Regions from separate parts of the Delphinus delphis genome. Here region 1 is linked to region 2. Evidence: chromatin contacts called from public Hi-C data. All regions are on one chromosome and are shown on one strand. Each heading gives the region's core, a stretch centred on a gene start, on an enhancer-like site or on the middle of the called end of the contact. The rest is flanking DNA. Distances are from core to core; before and after follow the strand shown. Region 1 holds the start of C20H16orf87 (chromosome 20 C16orf87 homolog). Region 2 holds the start of ORC6 (origin recognition complex subunit 6).

Region 1 (2,700 bases), core at 151-2,650, 130 kb before region 2:
TATCAACTTCAAATATAATCCTGTTACTCCCCAACTTAAAACCCTTACTGCCCCATTGAACTCAGTATGAAGTCCAAACTCCTTCCCATGGTAGCAAAGACCCTGCCTGCATAGCTGGATATGATCCACATCTCCAGCTTTAACTGTTTGCCTTGCACTTGGTGTGCTCCCAACGCTAAACTCCCGACCTCTCTGCCTTTGCTTACACTGTCTCATCTGCCTGGTGAGTTCTCACTTTTGATTGGGCAATTCCACCTGACTTACTTAGGGATTCGGTTTTGGAGATAACTCTTCTAGAAAGCCTTCTAGGACCACCAACACCCTCAACAGTGGGTCAGGTGACCTCATTAGCTGTGTACAAATCCTTTTTCCTTTTGCGGGGGTGGGGGGGTCATATTAGGTTAACCTAGTAGAAAATTCAAATAGTACAATAGGATATGGAATATGTCTCCCTCCTCTTCCTGCCCTCCAGTTCCTATTACCAGTTTCTTAATGTATATGCAAGCATAAATAAATATATTTTCATATTATTTTTGCACAGTCTTAAACAAGGTGTACTATACTTTGTTTTTCTAGTTAACACTATTTTGGAGATCATTATATCACTTTACATACAGAACTATCATTCTTTTGAAGAACTGCAATGACATTTCGTTGTATGCATAACTTAATTTGCTCAAGCAATTTGTTGATGGACACATGGGCTGTTTCTGATTTTGCTTTGAAAAGCAGTGCTGCGAAGTGCAACATTTTTGCACAAATCCATTTGAGCACATGGAGAGTATCTTTCCAAATTCTTAGGTATGGGATTGCAAGATCAAAGGCGAGGTGAATTTTAAATTTTGATATAACACTCTAGTCAACCGACTTATTCTTTCCAACAACAACCCAAATCCCCTGTATTCGAATGTTGGGCCGTCTACACTTCTAGACTACGTGTTTGAGGGCAGGCACCTCCTAGTATTCACATTTGTGTGGCAGAATTGGCCCTCAATACATATTTGACTTAACGAATTTTATACCTCGCAGAACCGAGTCCAGGGCTGGCATAGAGCAGATTCATCAGATGTCTATTACAATTCCTCAATGATTAGACTCGCTAACATTTACTGAAGTTTATCAAACGGCAGGATCTGTGCCAAGCGCTTTACCTCCCACCGCCTTTTTCACTCACGTTCTCCTTCCTCCGGGGGAGGGGGCGGGCTCAGCACCACGACCCGCCCTGTCTGTGCATTCGTTGGTCGAGCCTGACGCTCGTTACTGCCGAGTCCCGGCCAAACCACGCCTCCACGCCGTTCGTCTGGCCCAGAGAGGGCGTGTCCATCGTCCCACCGGGCGATCCAGTCGGTCTCCTCTCGTGAGAATCGATACGCCCTAGAGGACCGGAGCGGCGTGGGTGGGGGCGTGTTCCGCGGTCCCTCGGAGCCCGCGCACGCCGCGCCCCGCCCCCTCAGCACGCAGGCTCCGCGCGAGCTCGCGCACGCGCGCGCGCGCGCTCTTCAGAGCCTCACTCTGGCCAGCGGGGACCGACGGGCGGAGGCTGGGCTGCTGAAGTACGAGGGGCGGAGCCCGGGCCGCCGCCGCCGCCGCCGCCGCCGCTGCCGCCGCTGCCGCCGCCGCCGCCACTGCCGTCGCCGCCGCTGCCACCAGAGAGGAGCATGTCTGCAACTCGAGCCAAGAAAGTGAAGATGGCCACCAAATCATGCCCCGAGTGCGACCAACAGGTGGGCGCCGGGGGCCGGACACCGGGCACACGGGCCGGTGGGGCGGGTGCGCGCGGGCGGGCGTCCGTTGCCGGCGGCCGCTGGCTGTGGAGAGGCCGCCTCGCCGGGGTCCCAGCGGCTGAGCGTGTGGGCCGGCCCTTGAGCACTGGCCACCATGGGAGCCCTCAACCGGCCGGATAGAGCCCAGGGGTTGCCGGGGAAGCGCCCGGGGCCGCGGCCCGGCCGGTGCCCACCTGGCGGCGATCAGACGGGCGAGTATCTTGCCCTGTGGCCAGCGGCGTGAGAGGGGGCGTGGATTTATCGTGAGCTGACGGGGCGCCCTGTTCGGACCCTCCCAGAATCGCCTGTCCGGCTCCGGTGACAGCGGCAGGAGTGTGGGGCAGCAGCCCAAGTGGACGAGTTCGGTCCCTCAGCCCCCTCCTGACCTGAAGAGAATCCTCGATGTGTCGACTCTGAGTCTGGGCTCCTGGCTCCGAAATCCGCCTTCTGCCAGGCAGGGTTGCTTTGTTCCCGTTTCAGATGTGTACGGTGGACCCCCAAAACTGTCCCCCCGCGACCTGGGCGGATGCTTGAATGTGACAGGCCCGCAGTGTAATAGTTTTAAGTTTTGGCGAAATATGGAGATTTTTTCTCTTAAATATATTTATTATATTTTTGACGTAAATAATCGTGAATCCTTTCTGTACAATGTTTTAAATGGAACGTTATTGAATGACGCCCCCATTGAAGCCCTTCCTGAGCGCTCCTCACTTGCCCCTACCCGCCGCGGTATCCACTGTTAAAAATTTGGCATTTTCTGCTTCCAGATCTTCTAAAATATATATATGTGGTTTTATGAATTTTAAATGACTGCTTTCTACACAGAATTAATGGTGTCATAGCTGTAAGTTAAAAAAATCTCATCTTACCGTTTTAGTTTAAGGATGCCTCATTTTTTACTAGAATAATAGAAGTTCCTCTAAACCTTATAATCGAA
Region 2 (2,728 bases), core at 3-2,502:
AGTTTCTGATCAGTAGGCCTATAGTGGGGCCTAAAAATGTGCATTTCTACCAAGTTCCAAGGAGATACTGATACTGCTGGTCCAGGCACCACACTTTGAGAACCACTGTTCTAAATGATTACGAGTCCAGGAGGTGTTCCTTTCCTTCCCTTCTGTCACCTAATTGACAGTCCAAGCACCCAGGCTAGCCCTGCCCCCCCCAGTTTAACTACAATTCTTTCTTTCTTTTTTTAACATTTATTTACTTATCGGCTGTGTTGGGTCTTCGTTGCTAAACGCGGTTTTTCTCTTGCGGCGAGCGGGGGCTACTCTTCGTTGCAGTGCGCAGGCTTCTCATTGCGGTGGCTTCTCTTGTTGCGGAGCACAGGCTCTAGGCACACGGGCTTCAGTAGTTGTGGCACGCGGGCTCTGTAGTTGTGGCTCACGGGCTCTAGAGTGCAGGCTCAGTAATTGCGGTGTACAGGCTTAGCTGCTCCGCGGCAGGTGGGATCTTCCCGGACCAGGGCTCGACCTGTGTCCCCTGCATTGGCAGACGGATTCTTCACCACTGCACCACCAGGGAAGCCCCAATACTTTATTTCTAACCCTGGATCATGCAAAAGTCCTTCCCATCTCCGGGGTTTTGCACAGGCTGCTGTCCCTGCTTGGGCCCTCTTCGCACATCTTCCCGTGGCTGGCACCTTCTATAAATCGGGTCTCAGCGCCAATGGCACCCCCCCACCATCCGAGGCTTTCTCGCAAGTTTCTTTTAAATTAAAGGCTTCAGAGAAGCTGCGCTCCGCTCCATCCCCAGCGGCTCCGCACACCACCCCATTCCACTTGCTGCGTAGTCGTTGCCACCATAGACACTGCCCTGCATGAGGTCTCTACCCCGTAGGTCTGCCTCCGCCGTAAACGCACTCTCAATAAGTTTCAGGGAAACGACCCAAGCTCTCCGCCTCTCTCCCTTTCCCACCACCGTGCATCCCACAGTGCTAGCTGTTCCCAGGGGCGTCTACACTCGCCCCTCCGGCCTGCTCACAAGCTCACTGTCGGGAGGTTTTTCTTAAGGTAGGGCCTAAATCCCTTCTGAGGGCGCAGGGCCGCTGGGGTGCGCCCGACCGGACTCACCTCAGCACCTCCGGCTCGGCGATGCCCAGGCGCGGGGCTAAACGCCGGATCAGACCAGGTTCCATGGCGCGGACAAAGACTACACCCGCAAACAGCTGCAACGCGACGAAACCCGCGCGCGGACGTCTCGCCAGCCAGTGAGGGCCGGGACCCACCCCCCCGCTGCATCTGGATTGGTTGGGACAAGAAGTTGCGACTACCCCGTAAACCAATCCTGGTCTTCCTCTTGAGCGTGCGCGCTGCGAGTACACGCGCCAAGGCAGAAAGTGAATGTGCTCCGGCAGCTCCCACTCCTTTTATTCCTCCCTTTCAGGCAGACGCAAACGCTGCCTTAGGCTCTTGCTGTCTCCTTCCTGCAGCTGATGGATTTCCCCCTACTCCGCACTGTCCCGCCACACACTGTGGAGAGATTGGCTGGCGCCTAGGTTCCTCAGTCCAGCGTGAAGTGACAAGGACCAATAAATACGCGAGACTTGGAGGGCCAATCTAGGAGCTGCCTGCAGCGTCCGAAGGCGGAGCTAGAGGGGGCGGGGCTTGGAGGGGCTGCAGAGTCACCTGACCGCGGGAGGCTCCGCGCGGGGTGGGTGCTGTTAGCTGCAGGCTTAGGGGAATCGCCATGGTGAGTGCTGAGGGGCCGCGGGCCCCGGGCCGACCCTTCTCCCAGCACCTGCTCACTCCCACCGCCTTGGAGCCTTGCAGGAGGAGTCGGGGCCCCGCAGCCGGGTCGGGGCTAATACCAGCCCGGGTTGGCCTGCGGGGTGGGCGACAGGCCGGGGAAGGCCGCAGGCGGGGCGATCCGGGCTCGGGTGGGCGGGGGTGCTTGGCCGCGGCCGTTACTCTTTGAGGAGGTGTCTCCGCCCATTAGCTCTGGGGGTCCGTGAGGGACTGCGGCCCCTCTGAGTGGAGTCGGCCACCGCCCGCCTTGATGGGATCCAGAGTGCCGGGTCTGGGCGTCTGGCTGGAACGGGAGCGTGGGGAGGGCCTGAGGCTCAGAGGTGGCGTTGGGATCCGCCCAGAGGCTGCTCCCTTGCTGGCGGTTCCACCTTTGTGCCTGGTAGTGCTTTCTTATCCCTTCCTTGTGCAAGAAATACCTTCCGGAGGGGCCTTAATGGTGCCCGGGCCTTCTTCGGCCTCATAGCCCCCTTCGATTGCAGTGTGTGTCAGAATTCTAGGGACTCGCTTACGTGAATTTCCTGGAAGGACTCATGCTCTCTGATATCTACTAATTCTGAGAGACGGAAAGGAGACTGCTTGTTTCCTTTAACACTTGTTCGTTGGGCGTCCTGGCTCTCTTACTGACCTCCCCATTGATGAAATCCAAGTGTTTTACTTCCTGGAAGTAGGCATACTCCTTAGCGCCTCTCCGTGCTGGCAGCAAATCGTGATGTGGCTGTTGGCTGGTGAACTTGAACTTCCTCAAAGTGTGAATCCTTGTGTCTAGTTTCCACAAAGGCAAGTTGTCACTTGCATTTTATTAGCGTTTGACATAGTCTGCACAGTATGAATAATGTTTTTGGATGTTGGTGTACAGTATGTCAGTTTTATCTCACTATTTACTTTACGTAGACAGGCTTCTGAAAACCTGTAAGCCTGGAAACAGGGGTCGCTTTAAATGTGT

Evidence for each region. A called contact is a pair of places that touch in the nucleus more often than the background predicts.
Region 1: a Hi-C map of lung shows a contact between it and region 2, with 4 times the contacts expected there. The contact joins the promoter of C20H16orf87 here to the promoter of ORC6 in region 2. A contact is called at or near these places in 2 of 3 Hi-C or Micro-C datasets (lung and muscle).

The regions. Positions count from the first base shown.
Region 1 is chr20:22,896,613-22,899,312 of mDelDel1.2, reverse strand. C20H16orf87 (chromosome 20 C16orf87 homolog) reads left to right here and starts at 1,400. Exons shown (of 3, transcript XM_059999232.1): 1 at 1,400-1,724. The coding sequence starts at 1,659.
Region 2 is chr20:22,763,966-22,766,693 of mDelDel1.2, reverse strand. ORC6 (origin recognition complex subunit 6) reads right to left here and starts at 1,252. Exons shown (of 7, transcript XM_060000981.1): 1 at 1,111-1,252. The coding sequence starts at 1,175. VPS35 (VPS35 retromer complex component) reads left to right here and starts at 1,671. Exons shown (of 17, transcript XM_060000804.1): 1 at 1,671-1,729. The coding sequence starts at 1,727.